2 separate regions of the Mus musculus genome follow, and region 2 is linked to region 1. Evidence: chromatin contacts called from public Hi-C data. All regions are on one chromosome and are shown on one strand. The core of a region is the stretch at or near the end of the contact, and the rest is flanking DNA. Distances in the headings are between cores, read along the strand shown. Region 1 holds the start of Mroh5 (maestro heat-like repeat family member 5). Region 2 has its middle 16 kb from the start of Gm52173.

Region 1 (4,623 bases), core at 1,365-3,864:
TGCCTACCTGGTCTCCTCTGTCTTCAGCTTGCTTCCCCTCCGTATAAGGCAGGCTCTTCCTTTCCCTTTCTTAGCTAAAGTGCCACCCTCTCAAAGAGGCTTTCATACACTGCTTGAAATAGAGTTTGTACCATTATTTCTCATGCCGCCATCTTGTGATGTTTAGTTTCCTATTTGATAGCTCCTCTGGGAGTCTTGGTGCCCTATAGTCCCAGATCGGACCAAGGGTCTGCCTCTGAGCTCTCAACCACATGCTTTTGAAAACTGCTTTGAAAATAAATTTCTAGAAAGGCGAGATTAAAAATACAAAAGGCCCAACCCCCAAATTTTCGTTATTATACTGTAGTCACAAAATGACCCCATCGCTGCTGTGAGACAGGAGATGTGTGCTCCATCCCCACAGGGCAAGCTGACCTGGGGGACGTAATGGCCTGGAGGACTCCTCACAATGAAGAGGCAGTGAGCCTCCTGTCCCTGGGAGCATGGCTTTGAGGAATGCCTCCAATCGCCCACAGTGTGATCTGCCTTGCCTCCTTCCCCCTTCTTTGCTCAGCAGGCTTCCTTGATACCCTGCCTGTGTTTGGAGGATAACCTCCGCATCTAAGGTCTGCTTGCTTTTAAGGAGCCTAAACAGCTAATATACCATATGGACAGACAAACACCAGTACACAGTCAAGACAGATGCTGCCTCACTAGGAATCAAATGAAAGACAGTGTTACGAGGACACCATTGGACACCTCGGTACAGTTGAAGTGACACCCAAGATGAGAAGGAGCCTAAAGCGGAAGTTGGAGTTCAGGCCAGTACAGTGGAGGATAGGGAGGAAGAGATCCCCTCCTCTGTAGCCTAAGCTGCCTTTGTTGTTGTACTGTGTCTCCTGCTCCTGCTCCTGCTCCTGCTCCTGCTCCTGCTCCTGCTCCTGCTCCTGCTCCTGCTCCTGCTCCTGCTCCTGCTCCTGCTCCTGCTCCTGCTGCTGCTCCTGCTGCTGCTCCTGCTGCTGCTCCTGCTGCTGCTCCTGCTGCTGCTCCTGCTGCTCCTGCTGCTCCTGCTCCTCCTGCTCCTCCTGCTCCTCCTGCTCCTGCTCCTCCTCCTGCTCCTCCTCCTGCTCCTCCTCCTGCTCCTCCTCCTGCTCCTCCTGCTCCTGCTCCTGCTGCTGCTCCTGCTGCTGCTCCTGCTCCTGCTCCTGCTCCTGCTCCTGCTCTGCTCCTGCTGCTCCTCCTGCTCCTGCTCCTCCTGCTCCTCCTGCTCCTGCTCCTGCTCCTCCTCTTCCTCCTGCTCCTGCTCCTGCTCCTCCTGCTCCTCCTCCTGCTCCTCCTCCTGCTCCTGCTCCTCCTCCTGCTCCTCCTCCTGCTCCTGCTCCTCCTGCTCCTCCTGCTGCTCCTGCTCCTCCTGCTCCTCCTTCTTCTCTTCCTGCTCCTCCTGCTCCTCCTCCTCCTCTCCCTCCTCCTCCTGCTCCTTCTCCTCTTCCCCCTCTTTCTTCCCTCTCCTGTCCCTGCTTCTCCACCACATCCCCTAAAGTGAACATTCCATCTAAGTTGTTCTGCCAAGACTTGGAATTTTTTTTTCCTCCCAGCACTGGGAAATTATAAATAACTCCTGTATTAGAAGAAACAAACAAAAACAGAAGCAAAATCTCAAGTCCAGATGCTCTTGTGTGGAAACGGGCCTCCAGCCCACAGGCTCCTCTACACCAGGAACCCAAAGGTCCCCCACCCCCCAAATCAGGATGGAGCCTGGCCCTTTCACTAAAGGCCACTCAGCCTTACTGCTTGATATCACACGATGTAGAGATGTCACCAGGGCTAGGCAGTCCTTCCTTGCTGCCCACACAGACTTCTGCCTAAAATTTTCGACCTAGATAGGGACAAGCTGGAAGCCCAGGTCACATGTGCCATATTCCAGGAAATCCTCTCGGATTTTCAAGGGAGTAGACAGGATCCTTCTGGGAGGGGACAGAGAAGAAGGCAGGCTGGAGACTGTCAGAACTCCTTCCTGACACTGCCTCTCTCATATTTTCCATGCTTACACTCTACCCTTGTGCATCCCTAGCGACTGTCATAGAAACCTGAGACGCGGTGGCCCTTGGAGTGAGACACAAGGACAGCCAGCATCCAGCTACTCCTTGGAGGCCAAGCAGTCCACACCAGATGAGATCGTGTAACTTCCCATCCTAGAGCTGAGCAAGAATGACAACTGGGGGATGAAGTCCTGACCTCCCACCTTCCCCAGGATCATCTCATCCTCACAGCCTGCCGGAGTCACCTTTTCCACCTGACTCTCAGACTCACTAGGCGGTTGAGAAGGTGCAGGCATCGTGTCCCGCGTCCCCTCCCCGGCTTCCCTGGTTCACGGTACAGGGCGAGGCCAGACGCGGGAACGGGAGAAGCAGAGGCTTTATTCACTGTCACGGGGAAGGGCGCGCCAAGCAGGACGGCCAGCTTCGGGAGGGAAGGCGGCGGCGGCGGGCGCCAGCAGCACCAAGCCGGGTGGCCTGCCAGCGCCGGCGTAGCTCAGCGCCAGGCGCTCCAGGCGCCGCTTGCGCTCGGCCGCCTGCGCCGTGGCGTGCAGGGGTCGCAGCAGCGCTGGGGGAGGCGCGCCGGGGCCGCGCAGCAGGAAGTCGAAGCCCGCGCGGTCCCGCGGGTCGTAGAAGAGCGGCCCGGTGGCCGGGTCCGGGCCTGGCGGCCAGGCGAACGGGAAAGGCAGCGTGAAGTCCTCGGTGAGCACGCGGATAGCGAAGTCGTCCTCTTTGCCCAAAGCGCGGTAGGCGCGCCCGATGCCGCGGAAATGCGCCTCCCAAAGCTGCGCGTCGCCGCCGTAGATGTCGGGGAAGCGCGGTGCGGGGGGTGCAGCCGGTCCTGCGGCGGGCGCGACAGTCAGCGGGGGCTGGGGGGGGGACACGCTTGTCCCCGGCGCGGGGAGGCTGGGGTCATGGAAGGAGAGGCCACTGGGCCAGAAGAAACAGGTGGGGACCACTGGGGAGTGAGAAATGAGCCCCTTCTCAACACCTAAGGGGGACCTGCCTCCATCCCTGACCTCTCTCCTACCTCCTGTCACCTCTCCCTGCAAAGGGGAAGTTGTCCACTGTCCTGAGGAACAGCATCAGCAGGCTGTGAAGGCCTGCAAGGTCCCGAGAGTATGAAAAAGTCAGGCTGCTGGGCAGAAAGTTCAAGATGGGGAGGAAGCGAGTTAGCCAGGAGGCTCAGATAGTAGGATTCACCCAGCAGGTGGCGGCAAGCAGCCGTTAGGGCAGGAGGATCAACAAAATCCAAGCTGACTACTGTGAATATGCAGACTGTGGGCCTGGCCTGGGGTCTTCAGCTTGGTTCCCATGAGGAGGAAGCAAGGGTAAGGAGAGTGGAGCTCTCACGGGGAGATACGGGGTGCAGGGACTTGGCATGGCAGCAGATGCTGGTCCCCTGGATGGGGACCAGTCCCAGTTTCAGGCTAGAAAATATGTGGGCTCCCACAATGCAATTGGGGTCAACATTCCATATTTGCTACAGGCAAAGGTCTAAGGATAGGAAAACCATGCTGTAGGGCTGCAATAAACCCCCACAGTGCCGCACCCATGCCGAGGGGCCTCTGTTACTATTCTTACTTAGTGCACTTACTGAGCACCTGCTGTGTGCAATCAGGCTCTGGACTAGGTACTGCCTGTAGCCATGAGCCAGACAGCAAAGCCTGTTCTTCCACCTCCGTAGATAAACAAATGCCTTCTTGAGTCAGAACCTTGAGCAGGATGAGGGGTGTTATGCCAGGAGGAGAGATGAACTGGAGGTGACCCACCTAGCCCAGTGGGGAGAGCCAGACCTGCAGATGGTTTGAGATGCACAGGCAGGACCTGCAAGGGTCACACCCTCAATCTACAGCTCAGAGGACCAGTGAACCCTGCCCCAATCCCTGCAGCCTATCCTGTCTCCCTGGCTGCCTTCGAAGTCTCTGTCTTACTCCTCAGTACCAGGATCGGGTGAAGCCACAGAAGGGGCTGTGGGAATTCCTCTGAGGTGCTGGTAGAGACAAGTTTTGGAGGAGAGAGGGCTGCAGTGGGTCGTGGGAGAGGGGACAGTGACAGCCCTGGGCATGGGCAGGATGGTTTTATCAGCCTGCCATTGTTCCAGGTGAGTATAGTTACAGAGGTACAGTACAGAGGGCAGTGGTAGCTGCCTCTGGTCTGGGTGAAGCCGCTGTCGCCAGGACAGCAGTGAGAAGAGCCCTGCTGTCTGAAGATGTCTTAAAGCTAGTTAGTGTGGAGACGTGGAGTGGGAGCGCTGTGGAGGAGGGAAACCTCTGGCCACCACTTGCTAGAGAAGGGCAAAGATGAAAGAGAAGCAACTGAGGTCAGAGGGTGGAGAGTTTGATTTGGGATGGGTTGGGTTGAAGCCTTCAGATAGACCCATGGAGAACATAGCTGGCTGGAGACAGACCTGGGGAAATGGCATTTAGAGCCAAAAGAGTGGATGAAATCACCTGGGGAGGGAGGGGAGGAGGGAGGGGAGAAGGGAGGGAAGAGGGAAAGGGAGGGAAGGGGTGGGATGGAAAGGAAGAGAGGAGGGAGGGAAGAAGGAAGAGAGGAAGGAGAGAGGGGGAGGGAAGGAGGAGAGGAGGGAGGGAAGGAGGAAGGG
Region 2 (4,623 bases), core at 957-3,456, 48 kb before region 1:
GATGTCCTCTGAGACTCGGGCCCATGGTACCCACAGTCACACAGCTACCCACGACTAAGCTATGTGTTCCTGCTGACCCTCACAGAGAGTCTCAGCACTGTGAGGCCATCATAGCTTGTCCTGAATACATAGCCCTAGCTGACTTCCTACTTAGTTCCTGAGTACTTGTGGCCCAGTCCTGGGTCAAAGAATTGTCTAGAATGCAATTTCATGTCTGTGAGCTCTTCAGGGTCATGGGGTGATAAATAAGATCAAGACTCTATTGATTACTAGTGTCAGAGTTCAATCAGTGGCCAGGATCAGGGCTCAGCATGTGGCCAAGATAAGGACTTCATATGTGACTAGGATCAGAGCTCAGCATTGTTTCGGGAGTTGCAATTGGACAGTGACCACTCCCATGCCTCAGCCTATAGCAAGGCTCACTGACCAGCCTAGGTGCTCAGTGTATATGGGGATCTCAGCTCAGTCTATGACCAGTGTTTAGTCTGTGTCTAGAATGAGCCTCAAAGTTGATGACTACCAGAACCCGGTGCCTCTTCCTAGATATTGGCAAAGCTAGAAGATTCAACAAGACCTCTTAACACCCTCTGTGTACTGTGCCTCTGAGGAGCCAAACTCACCCTGCATCAGGACCTCATGGACTTCCTTCACACCTGACCTACATGGATCTGTGGAGGCCTCTGGGAAGGTGGAGGTGCTCCCAGCACTGATGGCCCCCATCTTCCCTTCCTTATAAGTTCAAATAATTGTGACTCTCCAGCAACCCATTATGGTTCTCACAAGCCTTCGCCAGCGCATGCTGCCCCACCAAGGGAGGAGAGGCAAGCAATGTGGTCACACCATGCAGGTGATGCTGAGGCCTGGCCTGAGGACCCAGCTGGATCCCAGAATTGTTCATTTCTTGTTCTCTGGTCCTTGTCCTTGAGACAGTATAGGGTTCTGCAGATTACCCAACGTCAGTGGCATGTCCTTCCCGCCTACTGCCATTGAGGATTTGGGGGTTGATGTGTTGGCTGTACCTACAGGATTCTCAACTTCAGCCCAGACCTTTCTGCCAGGGTCCAGACACTGAAACTCACCTACCCAGCTTAGCCGGACTTTCTGCTAGTCTCCATCACAGGAGATGAACAGAGGTGATGGGTAGGCCCAGAGGAGGTGCCTGGGTTCAAAACCTGCATTTTCTCTACTTTCTCGCTGCTTGACTTTCTGAGCTCACTTCCTTGGAGACAGAGGAGGACAATGGGAGCTGCTTTGCGAGGCACGTAAGAAGTGTCCGGAGAAACACTGGGTGCACGGTGGGCTCTTAAAAAACAGTGGCTCCATTGTCCAAGGGTCATGATGGATCCTGTATTGAGCCAACCAGTCTACTCAAGGGTATTTTGTCCCTTGGAACTTCAAAAGGATTAATCCCCACTCCCACCGCCTCAGTGACAGTAGAGTTGAATTTGTTTGTTTTTGTTTTGTTTTGTTTTGTTTTGTTTTGTTTTTAAAGGTATAAGAATACATGTCGCTGTCTTCAGACACACACCAGAAGAGGGCATCAGATCCCATTATAAATGGTAGTGAGCCACCGTGTGGTTGCTGGGAATTGAACTCAGGACCTCTGGAAGAACAGCCAGTGCTTTTAACCACAGAGCCATCTCTCCAGCCCCCAACAGTGTAGTTTTGAAAGGACCCTTCCAGGGAAAGAAAGCTTTCCAGGAAAGACACGCCAACTGTGCCCTTGAACCATCCCTTAGGCTGCTGGAGGAGGTGACTGTGGGTCTGGTGATCAGGGAACAAGGACAGGAAGAGATGTGATTTCCACAGAGGCACGGGAAAGTTGTGGGAATAGGGGCAGTCAGACCTGGTGGAGGTCAGGGTAGTGAGATATTTGGAAGTTCTGAAGCTGGCTGGTATTTTGTCCACCAAGAATCCAGGCAATGTTGCCATGGTTGATTGGAGTTTAGGGACCCCTTTGCCCTTCTTCTTACTGGACAGGTTCTTGCTCCTCCACACCTCCTCCTTATACTACCTGCCCCTTACTCTTCTGCTGCAGCTAACCTCATGCTTCCTCAACTCAGAGGCCACCACCTCCAAAATGATCACCCTGGCAGCCACAAGCCAGTGCAAACCAGGCCCGCTGCAGCCTGTCACTGGGCTCTGCCTATCCGGTGTTCATTGCTCCAAGGGCCAAAGGCTTGTTCTGTCTTACCGGCTTCCCACACCTAGGCTGGGGATCAGGGAGCTGGAGCTGAATCACCATGATGCAAATGCCTACCCTGAGTACTCCTAGGTGAGCCACGTGCCCTTCCCATGTCCGGCTTCTGGGTCTACAAACCAGTGCCCTCATACTCACCCAGAGAGCGGGCACCAGCATGTTCATACTTGCAGTGTCTTCTTCAGGAGAGCACCTGGGAAGCACGCAACTGACCCTGTCACCTGAGGTCTGAATCACACTTAGCTTGGATGCGGCGGAAGGTACAGATTTCTGGCTCTAGTGCACTGCTAAATCCAGACCCACCATTGCCTCTGGCTCACTAAGCTCTCATAAATAACTCCTGAATGATCAGACAAGCTCTGGCTCTCAGAATTCCGGAGTAACCAAACCATCATCACAGCGGGCTGAGCCTGCCAGACAACTGCTGTGAGCAAGGGACACTCCCTGCCCAGGGTTCCCACAGAAAACAGAGTGTGGACAGTACACTTCAGGCTCCGTGCCATGGTCCCCAGAAATGGGAAGGCCTAGGCCTGCAGGCTGAACCCCGCAGCACCATCGAGAACCTTCTGCGGATGAAGAGAACTGGCTACGCTCCCTTCTGCACATGCAGCCTGGCGTGCTTAACTAACGGGCCTCAAGCTGTTTCAGATGACGTCTGCTAAAAAGTAATCGCACCCTAATTTATTCAGCTTGTCAGCTTCCATCTGCCACCCACAACTCCGGGCAAGTGTGTCGGGTTTGGAAGCCAGCATGAGCCAGTCTCCTCTCGTGGGGCTGCCTCCTGGAGGGAGCCCAGAACCACTGCTCTCCTCCAAGGGAAGCTCAGCTCCTGCAGGCACTCAGGGTCAACACTGGCAGGAGCAGAGATGAAGCCCAAGGGAACGGCTGCCTGTGGCTGGAAAAACAGACTTGTATGGCTTGACATAGGCCCCGTAGAACTTAGCTGACAGGCCTCAAGCTGTTGCAGACTGGCCAGAAACTTGATATAGGAAATCTTAGGCCAAGGCCTGTGAAGTTCTAGATCCCATGTAAGAGTCTACAGTACCCCCAGCATGAGAACTTTAGCACTGTCCCAAAACAATGTGACATCTGCTGTCAGTGACACAGGTTCAAGTCCCCCATGACACTGTTCAGCTAGGCCAGCATTTTCATTTAGTCCTATGATCCTGTTGAGTCACTATTTTCGACCATGAAGTCCATGGGGATATCCCCCATAGACAGGACAGCTGGGTAAAAGGTTAGCTGGGCCTAGGTACCAGTGCCGTGAACACATGGAGCCTCACTGACACCACCTGCTATACCAACAGATGCACACTGTATAGCTAGACAGGCATGCTACCCGGGTCCCTGTGATGCAGGCACCTCCCGTAGTCAGACCCAAATCTGAGCCCATGAGCTGAACTGAGGCTTTGGAAGGAGAGTTCAGGATCTAGGAGACAAGGACAGACCCAGGAGGCTTCTGGGACTACTGTACCACTGTCACCTTATGCCTAGATACAAAGGCATGACCTTGAAAACAACATGGTTGTCATCTGGGGAAGAGAGAGGCTAGTGGAGCTGGGACACAAGGGTCATGATCAAAAAAGCAGCAGAGCCAACACTTCCAGGTTTCCTATCCTTCAAGGCCACTTCAAGGCCCTCCAATGGATGATACCTCCTTCCTCTGGCATGTCCCCTGCCTGGGTTAGTTCAGCCTGTAGCACTGGTTGGCACGTCACTATGGTTACATAGGCTGTTCGCTATGACCTACATAGACTTCCATTCCCAACAAAGTTCTCAATACTCCACTATCAGGTTGTCTCCACATACAGCCTGCCCTCTAGGCTCCTATGAATGAGACACATCCCCCATCACATACATTCCCCCTCTGGGCTACAACCCTCTCCATACAGGATAGGGTGTGTCCCCTATTTCCTGCTTTCTGTGAGTCCTGGCATGCAGAGATAGAGGCTATGTGTAGAGATGAGGGGGTGGGACCTGGGATGTTCTACTTCCTTGAGCCTGGCCAGCTCCAACGTGTAGAACCTACTGCTCCAGCCTTCTAACGGCAGCAAGAGACATGAATTCTCATCCTAGAGCTTCAAGTTCCCTGGTCATGGCTGAGCTCTGACCCTAGCAATTGTGTTTACAGTAGAAGTGCCCTGGTCCACAGAGGAACAAAGTCACCAGAAACAGCTAAGGCAGGGGACTGGGAGCTAGTAATTAAAAAGGAAGGAGAGCCTAATGACCACCTACTATGTTTATGTGTCCTACTGAGTACCTAGTCTCTGGTGCTTACAATTATGTGACTGGCAGTCACTAAGTAAGTTCATGGGGCCTCAGTTTCCCCATCTGTAAATGAGAGAAGGCACGGCTCCTGGGAGGCTGAGATGAGTCACTGGTGGGGGAGCAGCATGCCCAGTATGCTCTGTGGTCTTCCGCCC

The links. Hi-C and Micro-C count contacts between places; a contact is called where the count stands out from the background.
Region 2: a contact with region 1 is called in a Hi-C map of cerebral cortex, with 2.1 times the contacts expected there. The contact joins the enhancer-like site here to the promoter of Mroh5 in region 1. A contact is called at or near these places in 3 of 39 promoter capture datasets (the HPC-7 cell line, epiblast stem cells and hippocampal neurons), 1 of 15 datasets of contacts at CTCF or cohesin (stem cell-derived epiblast-like cells), 6 of 484 Hi-C or Micro-C datasets (LSK cells, cerebral cortex, cortical neurons and 2 more), 2 of 115 datasets of contacts at active chromatin or transcription factors (embryonic stem cells and neural progenitor cells) and 3 of 9 other capture datasets (adipose tissue, liver and pancreatic islet).

The regions. Positions count from the first base shown.
Region 1 is chr15:73,837,662-73,842,284 of GRCm38.p6, reverse strand. Mroh5 (maestro heat-like repeat family member 5) reads left to right here and starts at 2,614. Exons shown (of 11, transcript NM_001368162.1): 1 at 2,614-2,717. It overlaps Gm6569 (predicted gene 6569), which reads right to left. Exons shown (of 4, transcript NM_001374241.1): 4 at 2,377-2,856. The coding sequence ends at 2,396.
Region 2 is chr15:73,885,359-73,889,981 of GRCm38.p6, reverse strand. No RefSeq gene overlaps it. Among named protein-coding and RNA genes, the nearest start is that of Gm52173, 16 kb to the left of the region's middle. Within about 2 kb of position 2,206, at least 35 of the 459 cell types and tissues checked have an H3K27ac peak or open chromatin away from gene starts, as enhancers often do. A contact at or near this core is called in cerebral cortex, cortical neurons, forebrain and 1 more, where this site is marked.